Linked DNA regions of Mus musculus: all the other regions are linked to region 2. The links are chromatin contacts, called in public Hi-C, HiChIP or PLAC-seq and promoter capture Hi-C maps. All regions are on one chromosome and are shown on one strand. Each heading gives the region's core, a stretch centred on a gene start, on an enhancer-like site or on the middle of the called end of the contact. The rest is flanking DNA. Distances are from core to core; before and after follow the strand shown. Region 1 overlaps Clic4 (chloride intracellular channel 4 (mitochondrial)). Region 2 has its middle 20 kb from the start of Syf2. Region 3 holds the start of Clic4 (chloride intracellular channel 4 (mitochondrial)). Region 4 holds the start of Rcan3 (regulator of calcineurin 3). Region 5 holds the start of Mtfr1l (mitochondrial fission regulator 1-like). Region 6 overlaps Srrm1 (serine/arginine repetitive matrix 1).

Region 1 (2,700 bases), core at 148-2,647, 300 kb before region 2:
TTCCTTGTGAGAGACACTGTGTGCAGTCTCAGCGCTCTGGAGGCAGAGGCAGAGGCAGAGGCAGGCAGATCTCTGTGAGTTTGAGGACAGCCTGGTCTATAGAGGAGTTCCAGGATAGCCAGGTCTACACAGAGAAACCCTGTCTTGAAAAACCAAAAAGAGGGGCTGGAGAGATGGCTCAGTGGTTAAGAGCACTGTCTGCTCTTCCAGAGGTCCTGAGTTCAATTCCCAGCAACCACATGGTGGCTCACAACCATCTGTAATGGGATCTGGTGCCACCTTCTGGTCTGCAGGCACGCATGCAGGCAGAACACTGTATATATAATAAATAAATCTTTAAAAAAAAAAAAAAAAAAGGAAAGAAAAACCAAAAAAAGAAAGCTCTTGATAAACATTTGTCAAACAAACCAATGAATTGTTTCTTCTTTGAGCATAAAAATCTGCCCTTTAATGTGGTTTCAGATGTCTTGTGGCTTAGTCTTGTGCTCACTGAGCCTACTTAGCAACTTCATTTTCCTTGATCTAGGAGATGTCTGTGGGCATTGCCTCTGAAGCAGGTCCCTGTCTTTTCTCTGAGCATTTGGCTGCCCTTAAGCACTTAGTGGTTTTATATTGATATTATCTGTTTCTTCTACAAACTGAAAGATTCGGGAGATCGGGCCCGTTCGTTCCCCCTTTGTTAGCTCTGCGCCTGCTGCAGCGGTTGGAGGCTGCTGGGGTAGTGGAGCTGCCTTTCAGTCAGTCACACGGTGTTCTGTCAGGTGTTCTGGCCTCAGACCTTGGGGGGCAAATGCTACCAGCTCACTCACAGCTTAGAGCAGTCTAGATGGCAGCCGTGGGAAAGAGCTAACTGTAGGTGGACAGCACCCTGGCTGCACTGCTCTATTCAAAGAGTGTTCCTTTTCTTGTTCCTTGTCACTCATCCTTCTGTTCTTAGTGGTAATGCTGAACTAAACCCACTGAGCTAACCCCCACCCCTCTAGCCAGTCTAAACTAGAGGTAAATGACTATATGTATATGTGTGTGTGTGTGTAATGGTTTAGCTACTTGTGATCATGAATATGTGATCATGAATAACAGAAACTCTGTGTTCAGTGTGGCTTCAACAGGTAAGGAAACACATTGATAAAATGTCTCCGTGTGTGGGGCACATCAGGTACCAGCTGTTTCCTTCTGAGTCTCTTTGCTCTGACTACTGGTATTGATTTCAACCTCAGGATGCTATCGGATCTGCTATAATATCACGTCCAATAAATGAAAAATGAGAGAGAGAGAGAGAGAGAGAGAATATGAGAAAATTAATATATCTTATATCTGAATCTAAGTTACCCAGGCTGGCTTTGATGTCTCAGTGTAGCTGTGACCTTGAGTTTCTGACCCTTCTGATCTCACCGTCCAAGTCTGGAGTTAACATGTGTGTGACGCTGTGTCCAGTGTTTGCTGTGCTGAGGACTAGGCACGAAGTCTCCAACTGAAGCACACCCCAGCTCCTTAATTGAAATGTTTAATTAAAATATGTCGGGAAGAAGTAGTAAGTTTTTCTGTGTTAATGGCCTCCAGCGCACTCTTTGCAACCCATAGGCGTCGCTTGTTAAATAATCAATAGAAAGCTAACGAGCAGTACAGTGTTTGAAGCGATGAAATCCCACGGGAAGAATCCGATCTTAGTTGTGGACTGCACAGCCCAGGATGGAAGGGCTGCGGTGTTGTGTTGCTGGGGCTCCTTAGGATCTCAGCAGGGAAGTCGGCTAAGGGAGGAGGCCCAGCTTTACAAACACTTGTGTGTGTGGCTGGAGCCTTTTCTTTAAAAATAGAACAGTTAGCCACATTTGGTAGCTGAATCAGAATTTAGTCATTTACCAAGGAAATAGATGCCTGAGACTTTGTCTCAGTGAAGACGAGGCGTAACTGTGGGTAGCCGTGCTGACGAGGACAGTCGCCCATTTTAGTTACCACGCTAAGCTCGATTGCAGGTGACCGTGGTAGTGACTGGGGATAAGGGTATCCAGACAGGGGAGCACAGTAGGCGCTGTACTTCAGTTTGCCTTTTAAATTAAAGAGTAATCTGGAAAAGCGCTTTATGCAGCCTGAATTTCCTCAATTCCCAGTGATTTAGACTAAAGCCAGACATTGTCAGGTGTACCGTTTTCATAAGAACTGCCAGCAAGAGGAAGAGCCATGGTGACCTCATTACACCAAAACACAAAGCACCGGGGCTGAGGTGGCTTGTGGCATCCTTTCCCTATCCCCTTGGAAAAAGGCATGTACCACCAGGCCCAACTGTTCAGGAAGTTCAATGTCTGGTTGCCTTTATGAGACTATAAGCTGGCTTGGATTAGTTAATTTTGAGCATGCTCTAGTTTGATATAGGATATCTGTCTCTCCCTCCCTCCCTCCCTCCCTCCCTCCCTCCCTCCCTAAAGGAGTTCACTATGTAGCCTTGTCTAGCCTGGACTAAGTAGACCCTGTGGGGACTGAGAGCTCCTCCTGCCTTTGCTTCCCTGGGAGCTGGGATGAAAGGCGTGCATCATCTGAGCCAACAAGAAGCATTTTACTAGGGAGTTAGGGGAACACGCTGTTATTTACCAACTGGCTGTCAGTTACTGGCCTTGAAAGAACAGGGTCCAAAGGAGAGTTTAACTTTGGAGCAGGTGCCCTGAATCAGACCTGGAGCAGGGATCTGGTAATTTGCATTTAAAT
Region 2 (2,700 bases), core at 118-2,617:
GTGCTCCACCTGCTCCCCTCACCAGGAGCACTGTGGCTGTGCTCCACCTGCTCCCCTCACCAGGAGCACTGTGGCTGTGCTCCACCTGCTCCCCACACCAGGAGCACTGTGGCTGTGCTCCACCTGCTCCCCTCACCAGGAGCACTGTGGCTGTGCTCCACCTGCTCCCCACACCAGGAGCACTGTGGCTGTGCTCCACCTGCTCCCCTCACCAGGAGCACTGTGGCTGTGCTCCACCTGCTCCCCACACCAGGAGCACTGTGGCTGTGCTCCACCTGCTCCCCTCACCAGGAGCACTGTGGCTGTGCTCCACCTGCTCCCCTCACCAGGAGCACTGTGGCTGTGCTCCACCTGCTCCCCTCACCAGGAGCACTGTGGCTGTGCTCCACCTGCTCCCCACACCAGGAGCACTGTGGCTGTGTTCCACCTGCTCCCCTCACCAGGAGCACTGTGGCTGTGCTCCACCTGCCCTCATCACCAGGAACACTGTGGCTGTGCTCCACCTGCCCCCATCACCAGGAGCACTGTGGCTGTGCTCCACCTGCCCCCATCACCAGGAGCACTGTGGCTGTGCTCCACCTGCTCTCATCACCAGTTCTCACTCCCTCTCTAATACAAGACTCTGAGACAGCAAAGGAGGCCACCTTCAAAGTCCCCTGACTTTAAAGAGAAGGCAACAAGAAGCCAAAGAAATGGCCCAGTGGTTAAGGGCCCTGTTCTTGCGGAGGCCCTAGGTTGAGTTCCCTGTACCCCTATAGTGGTTCACCACCACCCATAATTTTAGTGTCAGGGGTCAGACACCCAACATCTTCTGACCTCCAAGGACACCACGTGCATACATGATACACATGCATACATTCATTTTAAAAACAGCACACATGAGTCACATAAAATAAAAATAAACAAATTTTTAAAAGAGTGAGGTTAAATGAGTCCTAATTATACAAAGGTACCAACCTGAAGGAAAATATATTTATGTAGGATCTAAAAATCAATCAATCAATAAATTTTTAAAATAAAAGGGTTCTTCTGGATTGGCCAAATCCGGAACAGTAGAAATCCGTCTGAAGTCTTTCGCCAGATTGGGAGCGATGCCAGCAGAGGCCAGGCAGGAGTCATTACCAGTTATTTCCGTGTTTCCTTCAGAAGCAATTTGCCTCCCTCCGTCTGTGGGCTGAACCTGCCTGGCCCAGCCTGCTTTCTGCAGCTGTTGGGCATGCTCCTGGACGGGGCCACCTGGCAGGCATTGGAAGACAGCTCTGACAGGCAGCATGAATGTGAGGGGCCAGCTCCAGTCTGAGCCTCCAAGGACCTGGCCTGCTCTCAATGTGTTCCCCCCCCCCCAAGTCCTACAGAGAGGCGCCAAAGGGGGGCAGCATACACACAGAACAAAAATAACTGTCAGCGGCCAGCCAGCCATCCAGGCCAGGGCATCTGCAGAAAAGCCTCTCAAATAAGCAAACACCATGTGGTAACCGAGCTCTGGCGGGCTCAGGGAGTTCAGAGTAGCAGATGGTGGCACTGAGACCTCTGTAAAGAGCCTCAGTTCAGGGACAATAAGATGTGTGCCCAGGGATTAGCCCTTGAGTCTCAGCTCCAAATCCCAGTCCCACTGTGCGCAGGGTCCCACAGACCTGCCCAGCCAGCAGACACTGTGGCTACTCCCCAGCCCTTTCCTCTGGAGGTCCCTCACTGGGGACAGGTTCTCAGGAGCCCATGAAGAGACCAGTTAATTCAGTAAGAAATTGCCCAAGTCAGGGCTGGAGAGATGGCTCAGCGGGTAAGAGCACTAACTGCTCTTCCAGAGGTCCTGAGTTCAAGTCCCAGCAACCACATGGTGACTCACAACCATCCATAATGAGATCTGACGCCCTCTTCTGGTGCATCTGAAGACAGCTACATTGTACTTAGATATAATAAATAAATAAATCTTTAATAAATAAATACACTGTGCAAAGCGTGCATCCTCTGAGTACGGGGGCTTCCTCCTCCCTGAAGATCACGTGACCAAGCACTTTCTGCCCCTTGAAGGGGTCTAATTGCCTACACTTTCCACCTGTGAGCAGCGGAGCGAGGGGCTGGGGGGAGTCTGCTTCCTGGTTGCCCACAGGTTCTTTCCTAAGGGGTCTTCTGTGGATTCACCCATCAACACTCCCCAAACACCAGGAATAAGATGTCTGTTGGTGGCACTGAGAGACTTTTCCCAGCCAAAGCCATCCTCAGGGTAGACTCAAGAGCCCAGACCTAAGGCAGCCAAGGCTAAAAACTAAAACCTGAACTTCGTCTCATTTTTTATCTAATTTCCTTCACATAGCCCCATCAGGACAAATTGCAGGTACCCCAATTCTAAAGACAGACCTCTCACCTTTGACCCCTATGCCCCATGTCTCAGAGATGGTTGGTCCATGCCCACAGCCGGCCACTGCCACACCTTATAGAAGCTTCTGGCTCCTCTCATATAACTTAATGGGCTAAATGGGGAACCGATTCTATATGATTAATTAATTAGGGTCCTACTAGGAAGGATAATAATATCAGAACTTAAATAAGACTGCAAAGCCCAGCGGCCAGCCTAGAAAAGAAAAACCAAGCTAGCACAATTAGACCTTCAAGGTGGAAGGAGCCTGCGGGTAGACAGGGCTCTGACTGCCTGGCTTGGCTCAGTCCAAGATCAGCCGGAGACCCACCCTCACAACTCAC
Region 3 (2,700 bases), core at 174-2,673, 320 kb before region 2:
CAACATCACATCCAGGTTGGAAGTCTTGCAAGGCAAACGCTTTTACCTGCTGAATCATCTTGACTGCCATTATTATTATTATTATTATTATTATTATTATTATTATTTTGAGGTAGTCTTGCAATATACCCAGACTGTCCTCAAACTCTCAGCCCTCCTGCCTGAGCCATCACCTGAGAGCCACGTATATGTCACCAAATCAGGCCGAGGTTTAGGGTGTTTAAGGCCACTGCCAAACTGTGAACTTAAAACAGCCTTACTCCGGAGCATTGATGGATCTAATTGCTGGGGCACAGCATCCTTCTCACAGAATCTAGCAACTTGGAGATGGGGTTGAGTGAGGATAAAGTAGTTGCAGGTTGCACTGCATTTTTACACATCATTCCAATTTGTTGAAGCACTCTGATCCACACTAGGCACAGAGGATGTGAGATAACCATGACACCCCGCTTCCATCCCCCAATTTAGCCTTTCTAATCAACTCACTCATCACCCTAGCCTGGGAGGTACCACAGAATGAGCAGATTAAGGAAAACCAGAAGGCAAATTTCCCAAAGGTGACATTCACTGACGGCAATTCCGCAGTAGACCGCGTGTCTCAGGCCCCTGTCCTCAGGGTGTAAAGTACTCGCCCCTGCGCGCTGAGTGGCACTCAGGTGACTCATTAAACTTCTCCAGGTGAACGGAAGACAGGAATCGGTCCAGGTGGGGCAAAACAGCACGGATAACGTTTTCAGAGTCAGGCGCTGCCTCAAGCACTGGGGTTGTGCTGGAGCGGGACGCTGTCCCACCGTTTTGGCCTAATTCAGAGCCCGGGACACAGGACGACTTTACAAGAACTTTTGAGTATCTTGATTTCAAATAGAGAAGGATCACGAAAGGAGATCCGCGGTCAGAAGGATTAAAAAGTTCTTAAGGACATGAAAACTTTCGCAAAAGTTTTCCAGGAAAAGGCGGCCGCGCCTAACAGAAGTAGCCGAGGAGGCCGCCGCCCCGGGAACCGGAGGGGACGATGAGTCCCTGCGGCTGCAGCGGGGGAGAGGGCGCGAGGCGGGCCGCCGCATGAGGTCACTTGGCACCCAACCAGCAGCAGCTGCGCCGCGGAGAGAGGCGGTGTCAGGCTCCGGCTCCAGGGACCTTCCCCGCCCACCCCCTGAGGGGCGTGGCTTCGGGGGGACCTCCCGGCCAATCCGCGCTGCCCAGCCTAGGCCGCGCCCCCAGCGCCCTCCAGGCTCCCTAGTGGTCGGTCCGTGGAAGCTAGAGCGCTCCGCTGTCTTCCTCGCCTGAGGCCACGCCCCCAGCTGTGGCCCGCCCATTTCCCCCCCACCCCTGCAGGATCCTGGCCACTGCTCCGCCCACGCCCCGCCCATAGGGCTCCGCCCAGCGGTTTGAAGCGGCCGGGACCGCAACCCCCTCAGAGTCGCGCGCGAGGCGTGAGGCGGTGCTGAGGATCTGAGGCCACGGGCAGCCAGACGCCGGGACTGTCCAGCGAACGAGCAAGCCAGCGAGTGAGCGAGCGGCGGGAACCCGCAGCCACAGCAGCCCCGGAGCCACAGCCGCAGCCGCCGTCCGCGGAGCCCAGCCCAACCGGCCATGGCGCTGTCGATGCCCCTGAACGGGCTGAAGGAGGAGGACAAAGAGCCCCTCATCGAGCTCTTCGTCAAGGTGAGCGCTCACCGTCCCGAGCGACGCGGGCTGACGTCCCCGCACCCCGAAGCGCCCCCACGCGGCATCCCCGCAGCCCGAGGCGGCGCCGTACCTCCCGCGCTCATTCCCATTGTCTGGGCTCCGCGCCTTCCCGCCTCGCAGCGGGACCTTGGCGGACCCTGCGGGCGCGGCGACAGGGAGGCGACTCCGCAGGGCGGGACGCGCCTCAGCTGCGCCGCGTGGGTACTGTCACCCTCCTCGCCGTGTCCGACCCCACCCCGCCGCGAGCCCCAGCCTCGGGCCGCGGGGCTGATAGCTCACCCAACTTACTGGAACGCTAGCGCCTGGCCCGGGTGAAACTGAAACTTTAACTTTGATACAATGTTAAATAAAGTAAAGGGGAGGAGGGACCCGGGAGCCGTAAACCCAGCAGTTGGGAAAAGTGGTCTAGGGAAGATCCCGAGTTCAGAGCCAGCCTTGGCTGCTTAGTAAACCCAGGGCAAGCCTGGGATAGGAGGGACCCTCATCCCAGCCCTCCTCCCGCATGGGGGAGGGGAGAATTTTTTTAATGCGGGCGTGGTGACTCGGCTATGACCCAGCAGTAGAGGCTTGAGGAGTCCCTCGAGTTCGAGGCCAGCCTGGGTTACAAATGTGAGCCTCCGGACACACACCCAAAACCCAGGCAACTAACTGCAAAGAAGAAGAAAAAAAAAAAAAAAGGAAAAGAAAAGAAAAAGCGAAAAGAAGGGTGGATGCCCCAAGGCTTCCGGAAAATACAGAGATTCCCGACTTGGGTTTTCCTGTCCGGTGTTTTACCACCATCTGGTTTTCTTGTTTCTCTAGCGCGCCTGTTTTCACATGATGCAACCTTTTGGCCGCTTTCGTTTGCTGTTGCCACCTCGGCAGGCAAGCCCGTTTGGTTTGAAAGAAAACCTGAATTCTCCGCTCTCTCGGGCTTAAAAAGGTTCATTCCTCTCGCCCTCCTCAGTTTGTAAACCCTGGAGCTGCCTTCTTCGCCTAGAAACGCTTCTCTGACTGCTCTCCGCGCCTCTC
Region 4 (2,700 bases), core at 102-2,601, 480 kb before region 2:
GATTTGAACTCAGGATCTTTGGAAGAGCAGTCAGTGCTCTTAACCATCTAGCCATCTCACCAGCCCAAGGGGAAACATTTCTATGCTTCTTGATGTGAGTATAGAAGTCACTCTCCATAATTCTTTGATGAAAAAGTGAAGAACTTGACGTGTTAAGTCAAGTTTAATCAGGAGCCTCAGGGTGGAAAGCTGCAGAAACTTCCTAAAGCAAAAGGGATACAACACTGTGATCCTGTGGGGGACACTATGGGAGTCACTCTGACGAGGATGCTATGCCCTGCATTTTGTGCCCATGACTCTCACCGAGTGACAACACTGTGTCCTTAGTTTTGACCCCCTTGTTTCATTTGTCCTATGAAGGGTCTTGCGTAAATGACAAAAGCTGATTTTCTATTTATTATTTGTTTATTATTCAGAAGGGCAGCCGTGTGGAAGTCAGAGAACACTTGCAGGAGTTCTCTCCTTCCATCACGTGCGTCCGGGGTTGGGAGCAAGGACCCTCAGAACTGAGCCATACGGCCTGGATAGCAGAGCAGAATCCTTCTAGCGGGAGCTGAGAGTTCTCCAGCTCTGTACCGTTCATCCAGTTTGTGAGCTGGAAGAGGGCACAGCTCCCTGACAGGCTGGTCTCAGCAACAGCAATTAAAATTAAAATGCCAGCCAGCCTCGGCGCTACTACTAGCCTAAACCCTGACCTAGACATAATTAATGTTCCATTATCTCCAAGGGAGATAAGCAAGACTGTGTGGAAAGGCAAACGCAAATATCATTAATATTGTACATCTGTGCTGGGTGCAATGGAGGGAGGGATGGGGCGCGCGCAGTCACACACCTGGTGACACCCATAGCACAGCCACGTCGCCATCGCCTCTACTGGGCGACGGGAGCTGCGGGGCGAGGTCGGGCACATCCGGCTGCCAGGTTCCTAGAAGGCTACCCCGGGTTAAGCTCACAGGAACCCGCCCCGAGAAGGTTCCTAGTATCCCGGCTAGCTGTTCCTGTCACTGTCACGTGAGGTCAGCAAAAAGAGAGAGAAAATGTTTCTTGGGGGCGGCGGATACCAAGGGGACATCAAAAGTCCCGTTCTGGAGGTCAAGGAAAGCCTCTGCCTTAAGAGTGCCGGCCCAGGGGGGGTGGGAAAAAAAAAAAAAAAGAGTGCCGGCCCAAGTCCCTCAAAGCCAGTGCCAGCCAGCCAAGAGGAGCAGGCGAATGCGCGCGCGCAGAACCCACCCCCGCCCCCAGAGCCCCGCCCACCACTCGGCGACTCCCGCCCACCCAGCTGTCAGCCCCGCCCTCCTGTCTGTGCGCCGGCGCAGCGCGCCCCCTGGGCGCGAGGAACCCAGGGAGGGCGCGAGGCGCGCGGGCCCGGGAGCGCGCGCGACGCTGGCAACCTCGCTCAGCCCTAGGTCACCGCCCGTGTCGCCGGCTGAGGCGGCCGCTGCGGCCCGCGTTGAGGGCGTGGTGGCTCCGGGTGGTGAGGGTCTGTCCGCCCCAGGCCGCGCTCGTGGGCATCCCCCCTCGGGCCTCTCCCCTCGAGCGCACAGGTGAGTCTCCCCTTCGCAGGGCGGGGCCGGGTCGCGGCCGCTCGGAACAGGTTTGCAGCAGCTCTGGGTGATGGATCCCCAGGATCCCTGAAAGTTAAAGCAGCCTCAGCTAGAGCAGCAGCTGCCCAGATCCTCCAGGAACCCCCTAGACGTTGCTAAGGACCAACCGCCTGATGCCCAGGATCTCCCCCAGCAGCTTCGGGGTAACGTCCTGCAAAACAACCCTCGCCCCCAGGTCCTTTCTCCTCCACCAGCAATTTCTCCACCCGCAGTTCGACTTTTTGAAAGATGTCAGGCCCAACCTGGCCCCCCCCTCCCGGAGGGCAGGGAAGGTGTGGCTAGTAAAACCCTCCTGGCAGCAGGTGGAAGCCCCACTCCCCTCTCTCCTCCCCTCCCCCAGGATGCAGGAATCCTCGTGCTTCTCTGCTTCCCTGGCATCTGGAAACTTGTCCGCTTCCTCTTGAACCCTTCAATAGCTGTCTGTTTCCAGGTTGTGGGGTTCCAGCTTCCGTGCGAAATCTCATCATCTCCTCTGGGGATTAAGATTCTAGCGGCTCACGTCCATGTTTCAGATTCAAACTAGGATTATGTAGAGTGATGTTTTATTGTAGGGTTTAAAACCAAATATATATATATTCGCGTCCCAATATTGAAGGCTATCTAGGACAATACATTTACTTGAACTTTTCGTAGAAGTCTCTCATCTACTAGTTGGCCAGAGAAGTAATTGACCATCTGTAGCTATGATTAGTGATTACTTTAAAATGTTATTTTAAGAACTGGGTGTGGCACACGTTTATAATATTAGCAAGTGGGAGACTAGTCTGGACTACATAATACGGTCCTGCCCAACAAAACAAAATAAAACCTATCTTAACACAATGCCATTACCTCTAGTCCAATATATCAATATGTAGTCCTATGAGATGGCTCAGCTGGTACAGACAGACACACTTACTGCAAAGCCTGACAGTTGGAGTTCCCGGATCCCGGGGATCAACATGGCAGGAGGAGAGAATCAGCTTTTGCAAGTTGTCCTTTGACTAATACCTGAGTGTTGCTGAGGCCACAGTCAAACACACATATAAACATTCAATAAATATATGTTAACAAAATAGTGTGCCGGGGGCGGGGGATGTCCACTGTTAAGAGCACC
Region 5 (2,700 bases), core at 175-2,674, 420 kb after region 2:
TCTTGACCATAAGATAAAGAGGAATGTGAGGACATAACAGGGCTATCTGAACTGAGTCAACAACTCACAGAACTCTGACACCCTGCACGTACATGTAATTTTTCTCCTGATGTTTGAATAAGCCAATAGTGTGTTGCTATGCTGAATTCCACACCCCTAAGCCCCTTACCCCATAAAAACCCCTAGCTTTCCAGCCTCGTGGCCGACATCCGTTATCTCCTGTGTGGGATGCATGTCGGTCCGGAGCTCCGTAATTAAACGACCTCATTTAATTCCATCAAGATGGTCCTTCGTGATTTTTTGGGTGCACACCGAATCGGGAATTGAGTGGGGGTTTCCCCACTAGGTTCTATCAGTGGCTTTGTCGCTGATAGACTATCTGACAGTGATACCCAACAATCAAAAAGGAGCTGAGAAATTCCAGCTATCTATCTTGGCATGTGCCCTACCGGTGTTTAGAAGTAAATGTCTACAATTGTGATACAACTTCCCTGGGATTTAGCACAGTTGCAACTGTGCAGGTTTTTGTAGCCTGGAGCAATAGGCTTTACCAATTCACCTAGGATGTAGTATATTCTGTAGGTGTGTGTACGTACTCACTCTATAATGTTTGTGTAACTCAGTCACCTAAGGACACGTTTCCCAAAGAGTACCCGTTCTTCAGCAACATATAACTGTAATTTCCAGAGGACAACAATAGAGAAATAAAGCATGTATGGGTGTAGTAAGGCAGGTCTGGGCATAATGCCCATTGTGACTGCACAAAGCTGTCCACCCACGAATCCAAAAGATTTGTCCCTGGCAGGTGGGGATTATAGGCTTTGGGAGAACTGGTGAGTCAGGCAAAGCCACGTGCAGAGAAGAAAGTGTATGCCCATTAACTGGATGCCATGGAGACCGGTAGAAAGAGCGACCTTGAGAGCTTTGGTGTCTCCGAGTGCCATCAATCCACCCATCTCATTAACAGACTGAACTATGCTGCACACGTGTGTACGTGTATGAGCGTGTGTGAGACAGAGAACTTTAAAATAGAAGACAGCTATTCCGAAGCACTGGAGGGCATGCCTGAAAGGCGAAAGCAGCCATTTTTGCTGGGGGATGTATCTGGGGGAGCATGAAATGGGACGAGGGTCCAGACTAGATAGGAAAGGCTGAAATGCCAAGATGAGAGGATTCGGAGATCTGCAGCAGGAGTATGGACTATTTCCAGTGCTGAGCAGCAACACTGGCAGACTACCGCTTCCCAGAAGTTTGTTGACACTAAACACGGGAAGCAACTCCTACGGCAGCAACTAAACTTGGGAGGAAAACTCCAGCGGGATGCGCGCACAGACTTCGTGCCCTCCCCCGGAGGGGTGAGGGCGTGGCCCGGGGAGGGGTGTGGCCTCCTGGCCGGTCTGCCGTCCACTCAGAGCCCGCGTCCATTCCGGGCCCCTCTCTAGGCCCGCCTCTCCTGGGCGTGGTGCTCGCCGCGCAGCTGCAAATGATTGCTTCCGGAGGCGGGTCAGCGGAAGTGAGGGACTTCGAGGCCGGGCCGCCCGCTGGGGTAGGAGGGGCTGAGGTGAGTGTGGCGCTGGAGTCCGGGCTAAGCCCGATGCGGGGTCCCACAGGAGACGGGCTCGGTGAGCGCCCTGGGCCGTCGCCGGCGTCTCCGTCCCGGCGCAGGGGAGCACGCGTTCCCTGTTCCCGTGCAAGTTCTCGCGGGAGTCGCCGCTGTCTGCCCCCCTCGGTGAGGGCACTGGTCCCCAGGCGTAGTTGCTGGCCGTGTCACCCAGCGGTTGGGGTCGCCCCAGCCGTTGGAGCGCGGTACGCCCCGGGCCGCGCGGCGTATCTGGGACCTACGCCGGCCTGGAGGCTACTGAGCGGCCCGGCCCGGCCCGCGGGTCCAAGGGCCGCTGGACGCGCGGTAGGAACTTGGCCGACCTTGGCCCGGGCCGGGTCGCCGTCGCGGGGGTGGGGACCCGTCGTTGAGGGCGCAGGGGGCTGCATCTTGCTGGCCACCGGCGCCTCGTGAGACCCTCGCGCGCTCTGCCCGGGTGTCCGCCGGGCACCGCTGGGCTAAAGTTTCTCCCTGGCCCAGGACCTGCCGGGTCGAGGCGCTCTCGGAGCAGAGAGGGTCTGCCGAGAGTGGCCGCACGGGAAGACGCGGGCACGGCCAGCGCAGAAGGAGCTGCGGCAGCGCCGATGTGCGGAGGGAGAGCCGGGGCTGCGGAACCGGCTAGAGCGTCTAGCGGGCACGCGGGGGGCGGGGCCTCGAAGCCAAGTTAGTGTCGCCTACAGCGGTTTCTTAAAAGCAAGCCAAGTGCTTACAGCGGCTGCCGGAGGCCGGGATATGGGCCGTTCGGTTACTTCCATTTCTGTTTTGAGCACCCTCGGAAGGCGATCCAGGCTGCCACGGAGTGAACTGCGAACCCCAGGCTGCCAGGGACAGAGTGATGGATGAGCTGGGTGCTGAGGGACTGAGATAAGCTGGATAAGTTGGGTCCCACAGAGGCAGTGGTATAGACTGGGGCACAGATAGGTGTGTTGGGAGCTGGTAGCCCGGTAGTAGCATGGCCCCAGCAGAAGACTAGGGAGTGAGTATGGTCGCAGATCGTGTACTTGCCAAACTGTATTAGAGCTTGGTCTTAAGAGAGCTGGAAGATGGGGTATATCCTGCTGGCAGGACTGTGGAGTCTAGAAGAGAGTTGAAAGATTTAA
Region 6 (2,700 bases), core at 10-2,509, 380 kb before region 2:
GGTTTAGAGCTAGAAAGCTTTTTGGAGTTCTCACAATTATTTTAGAGAAATACATTTTTCATTTAGATTATATTACCTAGGCAGAAGGAGTTAACTGTTGAATAGGCCACAGTTGGAACTTTTAGTTACCTTTTTATTCATCTGCACAGGTGCCAGGCTCCTGCTCTGACACACACCTTGTACACATGTGTACAAGATAGATAGATAACTGCATTCCAGAGACGGCCGTTGTGGGGAACAGAGACCTGTTGTGTATTCTTGTGCACTTGGGGACCACTGCTTTAGCCAGACAGTTGAACTGTGGGCAGTTTATAGTCTGTTTTATGTCCATTGAAGCTTAAGATTGGTTTGAGCTATGTGGAAATGACCTTAGTGTTGAAATTTGAGAGTTAGAAAAGACCTTACCAGTTGTCAGGTTCTTTGGTTGAGTGACTTAGTCAAGGTTAGTTAGTTAAAGAGTTTAAAGCGTCCCTTCCCAGTTACACAGTGAGACTTGCCAAATTGCTACCTCCGACGACTAGGGAGGAAGGTGAAGGGTGGAATGAAGAAGTTCTTTGGCTTCTCTACTAGGTACTGTGATCAGAAATGCTATGTTGGAGTCTCTGGATACATAGGATTGTGGTACTGCTGTGATGTAATAGAGTTCCTGGTTGTGTTTCCTATATATACCAGTTGTTAATTGGCCATCTTAGGATCTATTGTTGATAATGTGCTAATGATCTAAGAGTAAGGAAAGAAAAGAGGGGGAATTTGGAAGTCAGTCATTGAGTACAGTTTACAGACCCGTCTGAGGGGCCTTGGAGGGACTTGAATTGCTCCTGATCTGGGCGCTGCATGGACTTGTCCTGAGTCGAGTGTCCTGCTACAGCCTGTCCTTTTAAGTCAGCGGGGTTGTGCTCTGTGGGTGCATCATGTATTCTCCTATTTCTGGTTATATAGTAACTTAACTTCACAGGTTATCTTTTGGGCAATCTGAGGTTAATAATTAATAGGACTCTTGAAGTGCTTTAAAGTTCCGGTTTTAGAATTGGTCTCTTGAATTTCCAACGAGGACAATTTGTTCTTTGAATTATTAAAAACGCTATTAACATAACAGTAAGTAAAGGGAAAAAATGTCATTTAGAAAAATAAAGAAACAGATGTTACTTACTATAATGCTTTTTCTTGAGTGGAAGGATAAAGTGTATGCTATAATAGTGTCAAAGACTTAATGAGACACTAAGTCACGGTGACCCTCCCATGTGTTTATTCACTCTGTTTAACAGAATACATAATGTTGGCTCCATGTGATGGCACGCCTCACCCCTAGCCCCTGAACAGTTTCTCTGTAGCCCTGGCTGTGTTGGGACTCTGTTGTGGATTAGGCTGGTTTTAGAGATCCCTCTGCCTCTGCATCCTAAGTCCTGGGATTATAAAGTTGTGCTCCACCACTGCCCAGCTAAGGGTGTAGTTCTTTTTTTTTTTTTTTTTGAGACAGGGTTTCTCTGTGTAGCCCTGGCTGTCCTGGAACTCACTCTGTAGACCAGGCTGGCCTCGAACTCAGAAATCCGCCTGCCTCTGCCTCCCAAGTGCTGGGATTAAAGGCCTGTGCCACCACGCCTGGCAAGGGTGTAGTTCTTAATTCCAGTATTACATAGCCAGTTTGAGGCCAGATCTTCTCTCAAGATAAATAAAAGCGATGTTGTAGTTTAGTTATTTTATTTATTCTGTAGATATACACCAATTATCTTGTAGGGATAACCACTTCATTTTCTTCTTAAAATCAAGCCACTTTGGGCCTCTTAGATTGTGTGTGTGCACGTGAGCCTTTTGTTTGTTTGGTTTTGATTTTAGTTCTATAAAAGTCTTTTTATGTAATCGAGACAGGCAGTCCTGTTTTAGCCTCCTATGTGTTGGGATTTTTTTTTTTGGTTTTTTTTTGGTTTTTCGAGACAGGGTGTCTCTGTGTAGCCCTGGCTGTCCTGGAACTCACTTTGTAGACCAGGCTGGCCTTGAACTCAGAAATCCGCCTACCTCTGCTTCCCCAGTGCTGGGATTAAAGGCGTACGCCACCACGCCCGGCTTTGTGTTGGGATTTTTAAAATGACTTGTGTTCAGTGGTAGGCATATACACGCTGTGCAGGTGTGTATAGGCCAGAAGAGGACTCACCTCGAGCTGAAGTTGCAGGTGGCTCTATGAGCTCCTCAGGCAGGTGCTGCAAACCAAATTAAATCCTCTGTCAGAGCAGCAGTGCTCGTGACCACTGAGTCACTCCAGCCCCTTACTTTATGATCTCTGGGACTTCAGGTGTTAGGCATTCTCTGCCCAGTTCAGTAGTTTGTCCAGGTAACTTCAGCAGATGGAGTCATTAACTGCAAGAATGAGCTCAGGGATGCAGGGCTTGCTGTGAGGTTATGCAGTAGGTTCCTCAGTGCTAGATCCAGTTCTTGGGGATCATCGTGGTAGTCTATGATAGAATTTATAGTATGAAATAATAATAACTGTTTTCTAATCAAATAGTTTATCAAAGTTTACTAGTCATATAAAACAAGAGTCTCAAGGATTGTTTCTTAGATGGGGCCTTTTTTTTTTTTTTTAAGATTTAGTTATCTGTATGCGTACACTATACAAATGGCTGTGAACCTTCATGTGGTTCTTGGGAATTGAATTTTAGGTTGCCTGCTCACTCCCACCCATAGATTTATTGTTATACATAAGTA

Evidence for each region. Promoter capture Hi-C pulls out the DNA fragments that hold promoters and counts their contacts. A called contact is a pair of places that touch in the nucleus more often than the background predicts. HiChIP or PLAC-seq counts read pairs in DNA pulled down with a chosen protein or histone mark.
Region 1: a FOXA1 HiChIP or PLAC-seq map of pancreatic cancer cells shows a contact between it and region 2. The contact joins two enhancer-like sites. A contact is called at or near these places in 1 of 15 datasets of contacts at CTCF or cohesin (the NIH/3T3 cell line) and 16 of 115 datasets of contacts at active chromatin or transcription factors (the NIH/3T3 cell line, bone marrow-derived macrophages, embryonic basal ganglia and 9 more).
Region 3: a promoter capture Hi-C map of the HPC-7 cell line shows a contact between it and region 2. The contact joins the promoter of Clic4 here to the enhancer-like site in region 2. A contact is called at or near these places in 11 of 39 promoter capture datasets (the 3T3-L1 cell line, 3T3-L1-derived adipocytes, the C10 cell line and 7 more), 1 of 15 datasets of contacts at CTCF or cohesin (the NIH/3T3 cell line), 10 of 484 Hi-C or Micro-C datasets (CD4 T cells, Sertoli cells, Th1 cells and 7 more), 33 of 115 datasets of contacts at active chromatin or transcription factors (the 230-238 cell line, the NIH/3T3 cell line, the SCID.adh cell line and 25 more) and 2 of 9 other capture datasets (adipose tissue and pancreatic islet).
Region 4: a FOXA1 HiChIP or PLAC-seq map of pancreatic cancer cells shows a contact between it and region 2. The contact joins the promoter of Rcan3 here to the enhancer-like site in region 2. A contact is called at or near these places in 7 of 39 promoter capture datasets (the 3T3-L1 cell line, the C10 cell line, embryonic stem cells and 4 more), 2 of 484 Hi-C or Micro-C datasets (the HPC-7 cell line and cortical neurons), 9 of 115 datasets of contacts at active chromatin or transcription factors (DN3 thymocytes, the SCID.adh cell line, T-cell acute lymphoblastic leukemia and 6 more) and 3 of 9 other capture datasets (liver, macrophages and pancreatic islet).
Region 5: a Hi-C map of CD4 T cells shows a contact between it and region 2, with 2.6 times the contacts expected there. The contact joins the promoter of Mtfr1l here to the enhancer-like site in region 2. A contact is called at or near these places in 2 of 39 promoter capture datasets (the C10 cell line and liver), 3 of 484 Hi-C or Micro-C datasets (CD4 T cells, CD8 T cells and embryonic stem cells) and 1 of 9 other capture datasets (embryonic stem cells).
Region 6: a contact with region 2 is called in an H3K4me3 HiChIP or PLAC-seq map of bone marrow-derived macrophages, with 8 times the contacts expected there. The contact joins two enhancer-like sites. A contact is called at or near these places in 15 of 39 promoter capture datasets (the 3T3-L1 cell line, 3T3-L1-derived adipocytes, the C10 cell line and 10 more), 94 of 484 Hi-C or Micro-C datasets (the 3T3-L1 cell line, the 63-12 cell line, the AML12 cell line and 61 more), 30 of 115 datasets of contacts at active chromatin or transcription factors (the 230-238 cell line, CD8 T cells, the HPC-7 cell line and 24 more) and 4 of 9 other capture datasets (adipose tissue, embryonic stem cells, liver and 1 more).

What each region holds. Positions count from the first base shown.
Region 1 is chr4:135,246,513-135,249,212 of GRCm38.p6, reverse strand. All of the region lies in intron 1 of Clic4 (chloride intracellular channel 4 (mitochondrial)), which reads left to right. Among named protein-coding and RNA genes, the nearest start is that of Clic4, 25 kb to the left of the region's middle. Within about 2 kb of position 1,397, at least 75 of the 459 cell types and tissues checked have an H3K27ac peak or open chromatin away from gene starts, as enhancers often do. A contact at or near this core is called in bone marrow-derived macrophages and pancreatic cancer cells, where this site is marked.
Region 2 is chr4:134,949,453-134,952,152 of GRCm38.p6, reverse strand. No RefSeq gene overlaps it. Among named protein-coding and RNA genes, the nearest start is that of Syf2, 20 kb to the right of the region's middle. Within about 2 kb of position 1,367, at least 78 of the 459 cell types and tissues checked have an H3K27ac peak or open chromatin away from gene starts, as enhancers often do. A contact at or near this core is called in DN3 thymocytes, the HPC-7 cell line, Sertoli cells and 11 more, where this site is marked.
Region 3 is chr4:135,271,483-135,274,182 of GRCm38.p6, reverse strand. It overlaps Clic4 (chloride intracellular channel 4 (mitochondrial)), which reads left to right and starts at 1,423. Exons shown (of 6, transcript NM_013885.2): 1 at 1,423-1,665. The coding sequence starts at 1,594.
Region 4 is chr4:135,432,456-135,435,155 of GRCm38.p6, reverse strand. It overlaps Rcan3 (regulator of calcineurin 3), which reads left to right and starts at 1,351. Exons shown (of 5, transcript NM_022980.4): 1 at 1,351-1,544.
Region 5 is chr4:134,534,111-134,536,810 of GRCm38.p6, reverse strand. It overlaps Mtfr1l (mitochondrial fission regulator 1-like), which reads left to right and starts at 1,424. Exons shown (of 7, transcript NM_029759.4): 1 at 1,424-1,561.
Region 6 is chr4:135,334,095-135,336,794 of GRCm38.p6, reverse strand. The region is part of intron 9 of Srrm1 (serine/arginine repetitive matrix 1); the gene reads left to right. Among named protein-coding and RNA genes, the nearest start is that of Srrm1, 18 kb to the left of the region's middle. Within about 2 kb of position 1,259, at least 21 of the 459 cell types and tissues checked have an H3K27ac peak or open chromatin away from gene starts, as enhancers often do.